Regions from separate parts of the Sus scrofa genome. Here region 2 is linked to region 1. Evidence: chromatin contacts called from public Hi-C data. All regions are on one chromosome and are shown on one strand. The core of a region is the stretch at or near the end of the contact, and the rest is flanking DNA. Distances in the headings are between cores, read along the strand shown.

What was found. Hi-C and Micro-C count contacts between places; a contact is called where the count stands out from the background.
Region 2: a contact with region 1 is called in a Hi-C map of skeletal muscle, with 7 times the contacts expected there. The contact joins the promoter of PRPF6 here to the promoter of ARFGAP1 in region 1. A contact is called at or near these places in 1 of 5 promoter capture datasets (liver) and 2 of 47 Hi-C or Micro-C datasets (liver and skeletal muscle).

The regions. Positions count from the first base shown.
Region 1 is chr17:62,377,852-62,382,722 of Sscrofa11.1, forward strand. ARFGAP1 (ADP-ribosylation factor GTPase-activating protein 1) reads left to right here and starts at 2,209. Exons shown (of 12, transcript XR_002339924.1): 1 at 2,209-2,372.
Region 2 is chr17:62,812,446-62,816,877 of Sscrofa11.1, forward strand. PRPF6 (pre-mRNA-processing factor 6) reads left to right here and starts at 3,064. Exons shown (of 21, transcript XM_021077613.1): 1 at 3,064-3,299. The coding sequence starts at 3,229. SAMD10 (sterile alpha motif domain-containing protein 10) reads right to left here and starts at 1,548. Exons shown (of 5, transcript XM_021077668.1): 1 at 1,362-1,548. The coding sequence starts at 1,452.

The sequences.
Region 1 (4,871 bases), core at 959-3,458:
TGGCCTTTCCGGGACCACCTCCCTTTCCTCTCCTCCCATTGCTTCCTTAGAGCCCCCACTGTGGCTCAGAGGGTTAAGAGCCTGACTAGTATCCGTAAGGACCCGGGTTTGATCTCTGGCCTCATTCAGTGGGTTAAGATCTGATGTGGCCACAGGTTGTGGTGTAGGTTGCAGGTGTGGCTCAGATCCCGTGTGGCTGTGCTTGCGGCTGTGGCTGTGGCCGGCAGCTACAGCTTCAATTCAACCTCTAGCCCAGGAACTTCCCTTAAAAAAAAAATTTCCTCCTTCGCAGCCCATCTCCTCCAGGGAGCACACTGTCGGGAATCCAGCATGAGACCCTCGCACTTTTGAGTCGTGGAACCCACTCGGTTCCAACCACAGGGTCTCATGCTAAACTCCACACTGTCTCACATTGCCGCTGAGTAGACCTTATGAGTGCCCCATCCACACCGTCTTAGCCCTTTTGTGTTTGAGATGCCAGCAGCTCGAATCGCCCAGAAACGAAGAGGAGCACCCAGGGAAGCTTTCAACCAGCAGTGGAGGGAAAATGCAAATGAGACTCTGTGTTGTACCCCTCAGACTGGCTGCAACTAAGAGGCTGACAATACTAAGTGTTGCCAAGGACATGGAGCAACTGGAGCTCCGGGGCTGGCAGAGTGTGAAATGGTACAGCTGTTTCGGAAGACTGCCACACAATTTTTTACAAAGCTCAACATGCCCTTTACTTCATCACCCAGCAATGTTTCTTCTAGGTAATTAAGCAAAAGAGGTTTTGAAATATACCCTTGGAGTTCCCGTCGTGGCGCAGAGGTTAACGAATCCGACTAGGAACCATGAGGTTGCGGGTTCGGTCCCTGCCCTTGCTCAGTGGGTTAACGATCCGGCGTTGCCGTGAGCTGTGGTGTAGGTTGCAGACGCGGCTCGGATCCAGCATTGCTGTGGCTCTGGCGTAGGCTGGCGGCTACAGCTCCGATTAGACCCCTAGCCTGGGAACCTCCATATGCCGCGGCCCAAAGAAATAGCAAAAAGACCAAAAAAAAAAAAAAATGAAATATACCCTTAAAGGACTTGTACATGAACTTCAGGGCAGCTCTATTCACAACAGCCAAGACTCAGAGATGACTGTAGTGTCCAATATGTGAACGGATAAACAAAGGGGCATTTTCATGTCGTGGAATAGTATTCAGCTGTGAAAAGGAATGAAGTGCTGACAGAGGCTAAGACAGGGACGAACCTTGACAACATAGTCTGAATGAAAGAAGCCATTTGAAAGCGTGGCATGATTCTATTAGGTGATGTTCTAGAACAGACCACCTGAGAAATGGGCTAAAAGAACAGGGCTTGCCTCCGATGAGATGCCGTGTAACTGATCATGGTGGTGGCTACGCTGGGGCGCACATCCGCCAAGACTCACTGAATGCACATTACTGAAAATAAACTATGTCTCAGTAGAAGTGTTTATATTGGGTTACTCCAAAAGTTACGGAGGTCCGTGAAGAATATGCGGACTTCTCAGAAAAGCATAAAGTGAAAACAAAACCAAAAATCGTTTGCCATTATACCTCCCAGAGAGCATCACTCTCGACAGTTCCTTTCCTGCAGTCAAATTTCCCGTATTTGGGATCTTACTATTCACACTGCTTTGCAGCCTGCTTGCACCCTTCTTCTCCTCGGAGTTCACCAACGGGCTCGGCCAGCGGGAGGCCGGATCAGGAGATCGGGAGGTGAGAGGCCAGAGGGGCCGGCATTTATTCCTGCGGCTTCCTCGGCTAGATCTCCTCGGCTGGCCACGCCCTCAACCAAAGATAACAGCTTCTCTGGGGCAGAGGCCCTGAGGACTCTCTCCTTCCGGAGTCCCGGAACCTCTCCCTCCCCCTTTTCCTTGGGGCCTGTTGACGTCACAGCTCTGGGGCTCCAGCTCCGGCGGCCCGCAGAATTCCGGCGGTGCCCTAAGCCCGCCCACGCCCCCCTAATCGGCTCCCTTGTAAGTAGACGCCCCTGAGCCATCCTCATTTGAGCGTCCTGATGGCGCGTCGCCGGTGAGCGTGGCTGTCGGCCCCCAGGACCTCGTGGGCCCCGCGGGACAACCAGTCTGAGACTGCAACCCTGGGAAGGACGCGTCCCCATGGTGATGGGGCAGGGACGCGCTTCCGGCCCAGCCGGCCGGAGGAAGTCCCGCCCCCGCCGGCCCGCCCCCGGCTTCCCGTCAGGCCTCGCGACGCGCTACGTAGCCGGAAGCGGGTGGCGGCGGGGTGGGCGGCCGGCGAGCATCTTCGGTGCAGTTCGCGGCGCCGCCGACCCCAGCCCGGACCCCCGCCCGGACCCCCGCCCGGACCCCCGCCCGACGGGCGCGCAGGATCGAGCCCTGCCAGGTAAGACACGGCCGAAGTCCCGGCTCCCCCCGGCTAGTCCTCAGCCCCTCCCGGCGGCTGCCCCGCCCGGACCCCCACCCCTCCCGGAGGCCGCCTTGCCCCTGCCGCCCCCGCCCCGGCGGACTGCTGCCCGGGGGGCCCCCCCGCGCCGCCCCTCCGCCGCCGCCCCCGCCCGGACCGACCCCCCGCCCACCCCGCCGCGCGCCCCCGGCCCCCAGCCTTCTTTCCTCCGAGGCTGTCACGGGCCCCTGCCCACCGCAGCCCCTCCGTGGGGCCAGCCGGCCCTGCCCCGTCCCCACCTTCGGACCCAGGACCGGGTTTGGACACAGGCTCTGGTCAGGCCGGGTCGTAGCTCCGAAGGGGCTTCCCGCCCGAGGAGGGAAGAGTCGGTGTCGGAGAGGCCCTTCCGGGGGCAGCCTCCGGGCCTCAGCTCCTTGCCTCCTCATCCGCGGTGGGTGATCGTCTTGGGAGGAGAGGAAACCGAGAAGCGACTCTAAGATTCTTTTTCAGGTTATGTGCCTTCAGGTTAGAAGTATGCTCCTTGGCCGCCCTCGCTGTTGAACAGCCTCATCGCAGGCCCCGAAGGAGAGTTGTGCTCATTCAGTGCAGGCGCGATGTGCCGGCCAGGCTGTTTCTGACGGGCCCGGTGGGGCCGTAACAATGGCCCGGGGATAATTAGCCTTGACATTTGGCTTCCGCTCTCTGCTTTAGAGTGAGACAGCCTTGTGCTTGGACGAGGCGCTTTGGGTGTCTTGGCTGGTGTCTGAGAAAGATGAGGGTAACAGCCCTGGGGACCAGGCAGTGTCCCTGCGTCACCCCCTTTGATCTCCAGGGTTGAGGAGGTCCCCACTTCAGGAGCAGCATCCTGCAGTCTGAGAAGTGGTTTTCTTCATAAACGGAGAAAAAGTGTGTTTAGTTCACTGTTTGCAGAAGCCACATCCACGTGCAGAAAACTGTGTTTGACCATCTTGATTTCAAACATTAAAACAGGAGTTCCTGGATCATTTTCCAAGATAAACTGTTGTTTTGTTTTGTTTTTTGGGATTGCTTTTGTGTTTTTTACCTTTTCTAGGGCCGCACCTGCGGCATATGGAGGTTCCCAGGTTAGGGGTCAGATTGGAGCTGTAGCCGCCAGCCTACACCGGAACCACAGCAACGCAGGATCCGAGCCGCGTCTGTAACCTACACCACAGCTCACGGCAACACTGGATCCTTAACCCACTGAGCGAAGCCAGGGACCGAACCCGCAACCTCAGGGTTCCTAGTCAGATTCTTTAACCGCTGAGCCACAACGGGAACTCTGATAAACTCTAATTTTGAAAGTTAGCAGGTATTTGTTTTTCTGTATCCAACTTAAAATTTCACAGCATTTAGGGTTCTCACATACAGAACCAGTCGCTGGGGAGAATTCCTCTTAAATCCAGGCGAAGTCATTTATTTTTCACATATTTTCTCTGCAGTATTTCCACAGACACTCACTCTGCCTTATTTTATACAATTAGAAATCAGGACAGGCCACCCCCAGTTCTGACTTTTGTCTGACTGGGTCGTGGTGGCCAGAACTGAGCCTCTGGGCAGGCCAGCTTCTCTGGGAAGGGCGCCTCGTGCACCCGTTTCTACCTTCACACTGTGGGTGTGTGGAGCTCGGCAAGGGCGGGGTCCCCTGTGGGGCGGGGCCGGGTGCCCAGCGCTGGGTGGGGTGGTGCAGTCCAGTGTTCGGTCCGGTGTTTGCCTTCGAAAGTCGGGACCACCAGGCACAGCACAGGAACTAGGGAGCGGAAAGGCGCCTTGAGCAAGCTCCTAGTTTTATTTCCCTTGATTACGGAAAATAAATGTTTATTTCCTAAGTTCAGCTGGTGTAAAAGGGCCCTGCCAGCAGTAGGTGTCCAGAGGTCTGGATTCAGCAGGTGTACTTGGGTGGACAGGCAGGGTCCCCTGGTGAGTAACCGAAGGTGACAGGCGCAATGCCCGACAGAGACGCTCCTGGGTTTTTCACGCTGCACCGTCAGCAGGAATGCTGGTCAGAGCAGTTGCCTCGCCGACGCCGTGGGGTGCGGAGTCCGAGGGGGAAAAACCAGCCGTGGCCCCTGTGTGTGGCTTTCCCTTACAAGGGCCCCTGCCCTGAGAGGCCGTGTGCGGGCGGGAGCTGGCACGCGGGCTCCGTAACAGAGAGAGGGCAAGCACCTGCGGCCAGGCCAGGACCCGTGGGGTCCCTGCGTCCAGCGCCACTGGTGGCAGCCATCCCCTCCCTCTGCTCAGGCCTTCCTGGGTCCGCTTTCCTGGTCAGGAACGAACTGGGCCATGGGTTGAACTTGAACTTTGCCCAAACTAGAAGATTTATAAAGAAATAAAAGGCTTTTCACTTTAGCCCAAGCCGCAAGGCTGCTGGTCCCGACAGTGGCCCTGAGGCATGGTGGCAGGTCCGCTGGTCGGTAGGCCCCTGTCCTTGCCCTGCTGGGCCAAGCTGTCACCTCCATCCCCAAGGGGCCCCAGGGAGGA
Region 2 (4,432 bases), core at 1,814-4,313, 440 kb after region 1:
AGAAGCCTGAACCCTGGCAAGCTGACAAGGTTCTTGCTCCCTCCCCTCCCACAGGCCCCTGGTAGCCAGGCAGCTCCTGTGTGTGGCAGGGTCGCAAGGGCACGGGCTGCTCAGCACAAGCATGCCAGCTGCAGCCGTGGGCTCAGGGGCTCAGGGGCCGATTTGTGCTTTCCCTTCCTACCCTAGCTTCACCCCACTCATCACGTTTCAGTTTTGCCATCATTTCTGTGCTGGTGCTGACATGAGTCAGCGGAGGGCAGACCCTTGGATGGGGCCCTCCCTTGGCATGGCTCCAGGTAAATGGGAGGTGCCCAGAAACACGGTGGATGAATGAATGGATGGATCAAGATTCTCTGTGACGTCCACACATCAAGAGGGCCCTGGGGAGAGACAGGAAGCAGGACCCAACCTTGCCCCCAAGTTATAGCGGCGCCAGCCCCTGACTCAGCAGGCAGAATCAGGTTCCCAGGCCAGGGCCTTGGACCCACCCCCCGCAGCCGTAGGGAGACCTTCCCTGCTGTGGACACAACCTCTCACCCCTAGGGAGGGGAGGGTTTGGTGATGTGCCCAGGAGGTCTCATTAATGCGGGGAAACCCACGTCTTACTATTTCCCCCCACCCCCCACCCCCACTACCCCCCTTCCTCCCCATTCTTGCAACTTTCTGGTATCAGTGGCCACAGGCGACTCTAAATTTGAGGCCTGGGGTCAGAGAGAGGGTGTGGCCGCTGGAGGTGCCTTGCAGTAACTACTGTGGGGGAAGAAGACTGGCACCTCCCAGGGAACAGGGGCCTGCAGGGGTCCCAGGGCTTTGGGTCGCTGGGCCTCGCAGCGCAGGCCGGCCAGGGGCGGTAGGACTAGTGGGAGGCCTCTGCCACCTGTCCCGGGCCAGTTTGGCCCCGCCCATTTCCTGTCCGCGCCGGGGGGAGGGCTCTTCGTCCGTCCATCGGTGCGTCCCGCCTTCTAGCCCCAATGTCAGATTTCCAGTAGGAAAATGGGGAGGGGGCGCCTGAGTCCCGCTGTGGTCTCGGCCACCCCTCGGCCCCACTGCTGGGGCTGGGGAAGGTTTTCTCCGCGCAAAGGAGAAGGTGATCAAAGGGGTGCTACTCGCCTGGGGACAGGAGCCCGAGCGGGTCACCTCTCCCAAACCAAGGCGCGCTGATTCCCAAGGCCTGACTGCCCGCCCCCACCCCACCCCCGCCCCGGCACAGGACAAAGACACCCGAGACCCTGTTCGACCAGGGCGCGCCCCCCACTCCGAGTGCGGCTGCCATTCGGAGTCCGCCAGGACCCGCCCCTGTCCCTCTCGGTCCTCGAGCCCCCAGACCCCGATACTCCCGCGCCCCGGTCCAGCCCGCTCACCGTCCACATCCCGGCGCTCCCCGAAGCCGGCGCGCACAGCCCCGGAGCGGCCTCGCGGGGGGCTCAGCTTGGTCCTCAGCTCCGTGAACATGGGGCCCGCGGGTCCCCCGCCTGTGCACACGCCCCTCGCCGGGCGCAGGGCGGCCCGTGTGGCCGGCGGGGAACGCGCGCCGCCGCCCCGCCCCAACCGGCCCCGCGCCCGAGCCGGTCCCCGCGCCCGGCGAGTCTGCGCGGCGAGGCACCTGCCGCTGAGCCCTGAGAGCCGGGCGCGCTCCGGGAACTCGGAGGTGTGTCGGCGGCGCGCGGATCTGCGTATGCGAACGGTGCCTGCCAGGGCACGGGCCGGCAGTGCGCACCTGGGCGTGCAAGGACAAGGGACTCTGTGCACCGGCAGGAGATCCAGAGGTCTGCAGGAGCATCTGAGTCAGGGACATAAGAGTGCGTGTGTGGAGGGGAGAGGGTAGTGTACCTGCTCCGGGGAGCTTCTGTCCACTGGGGGCCAGGTCAAGGGCCAGACCTAACCCATTCTCCTATGTCAGTTTACTTATTCCTTTATTCACGTCATCTCCAGACCTCTCCAGTGGTCTCCCTGTCCAACGGGCACTCGTTTCCCCAGAGAAGTCAGTTCGACCCTTTCTTATTCCCCACAACACCGCAAACTTCTGGAGGACAGCAGGGTCTCTCCCCTCCCCTCTGGAGACCCAGAATCTGACTCAGCGTCCAGGGCGTGGTGCTGAAAGGGATTCGGCTGGGGGCAAGGAGGAGGGAGAAACTCTGAGAAGGCTGCAGCAGGCAGGAGAGCTATGTTTGCTCCAGGACCCCAGTGAGAAAGGTTAGGGTGGGCTGGGGGCTGCCTGGTCCAGCAGAAGGCTAAACATGTGGCCAGCTTTTTGCTTGCTTTGCCTAGAGCCTGAGGGCTCTCCCCAGGTGAATGTGGGGGCCAGAGGATGTCCCACAGCCACCTCAGCAAACGTGCACATGGACACACAGACATGTATGCCAAGGACGGTCATGCATATTCACCTAAAATATGAGCACAGGTGGCTTGACTTGCACCTGTGCCCACGGACACACGGAATTCACCCACATGCTGTGACCACTCATGCCCGCATACTAACTTGTCCTGGTGCATTTATTTATGCTCATCAATTAGCTCCCTAGGATCTGGGCTCCCACCCTCACCAGAAGCACCTGAATGTTCAGGGTATGGTGGGGGTGGGGGCCTGTACAGGTACCGGCGCTGCCGGATCGGGTCCAGAAATCTGAGCGCGGAGAGCCAGGGAAGCAGTCTGCACCCGGGGACACGCGATCACAACACATACACTCCGCATAAGCTCTACACAACTGGCTGGGTGTGCAGCCCCCGGAGCTGTGTTAGGCCCTGCCCCGGGGCCAGGGCGACTGGGCGGGGGGCAGGGAGGGCGGATCCGGGAGGCGGGGGACCCATAGGTCCTGCCCATACAGGCAGGTATCGGAAATGCATCGAGTACACGCAGTTAGCAGGGCCGCCCCGGCTCAAGGTTTGAGGTTCCCCCGTGTGCAGACTGCTAATCGAGGGCTAATCGAGGGTGACACCGCCCGCCCGCCCGCAGCTACACGAGCAGGCGCCCCCCGCGCATGCGCCTATCGCGTCTCGGTCTCGGAGTCAAGGAGCCGCCGGAAGCGGGCGGAAGTCGCCTTTAGGGAACTTCCGGTCGGGGCCGCCGAGGTGGGCGGGGATCTGTCGGTTCGCGCGCTCTGCTTCCGGGGCGCGGGTGACGCGGGCGCGCGAGCTCTTCCTGCGGCGGCGCTTCGGTCGTCTGTCGTCTTTGGCCTCCGGCCGCAGCCTCCGTCCTTTCCCTTCCCGGCCGTCGGCGTCACAGCCGCGATGAACAAGAAGAAGAAGCCGTTCTTGGGCATGCCCGCTCCGCTCGGCTACGTGCCCGGGCTGGGCCGGGGGTGAGGCCTGGGGCGGGCCGCGCGCTGGGGTGGAGCCCCGGGCGGGACCGTGGTCGCGTCGCGACTGCCCACACGTCTCAGTGAGGCGGCGGGTCGGGGCGGGGAGGACGAGAGCAGCGGTGGCGCAGGGTTGGCCAGGTCTTTGTGGGAAGAACGGCGTCCTGGGTTCGGACAGACCCGAGCGAGGCTGCCTCCCCAGGAGACGGGACACCGGGGCGCTCTGAGCCCGGTGTTTGTGCTGAGAGGCGGGTGGTAACGCCGTCTTGCGAGTGTGCAGTGCTTGTAGTTGAGCACCGTGGCTACTACCCCCCAGGCCAGGCATCGCCCCCCCCCAACCCCTGCCTTGAACGGGACTGATTCCCCCACCGTCCGGCCGGGGTCCTCTGTGTGCTCGCTCAGGGTTGCTCGTTCTTCCGCTGCGGTGTCGGTGGTCACAGTACTGCCTGTTCAGAGTCAGCTCTCCGCGGGCAGGGGTGGCATCTGTGAGGCTTGTGACTGGGTCCCCTAGATCAGATGACGGCCGTTTATTGCTGAGGAATTGAGCAGTTATTATCTTCTTTTGTGGTTTGATGACTGTCTTCAGTGTTGTTTTTGGGTTGCTTTTTCTTATTTCTGTGTGTATCTCTTGTAGATTTTTGGTTTGCAGTTACCGTGAAGTTTTGATATAGGAGTCTTTGTATACACAGGGTTGTTGTAAGCTGTTGGTCTCTTCATTGCCAGTGCATCCCCAGCATCCTGCCTTTGTACCCTCCTCTGCTCCCGATTTCTGGGTTTGGTGGCCTGTTTGTGTGTGGCTGACCTTCTCCCTTTCTCACGTGTTTGTCTTTGCCGGTGAGCCCCGTCACTCGTCATAGTTTTGTTTCTGGTTATGGTCTCCTTCTACCTAGAGAGGTTCCTTTAGTATTCGTTGTAAAGCTGGTTTAGTGGTGCTGAATTCTCTTAGCTTTTGCTTGCCTGTAAAGCTTTCGTTTCCTCCTTCAAATCTGAATGAGAGCCTTGCTGCGTAGAGGCTGCGGTCGGAGCTGTGTTGAAGCTAGGGAAGCTCCATGCAGGGGGGTAGCTTGCTTCCTAACGAGATGGGATGGGAGTCATGGTCTCAGGAGCATGGGTTCTGGGGGGAGACCCTGTAGAGC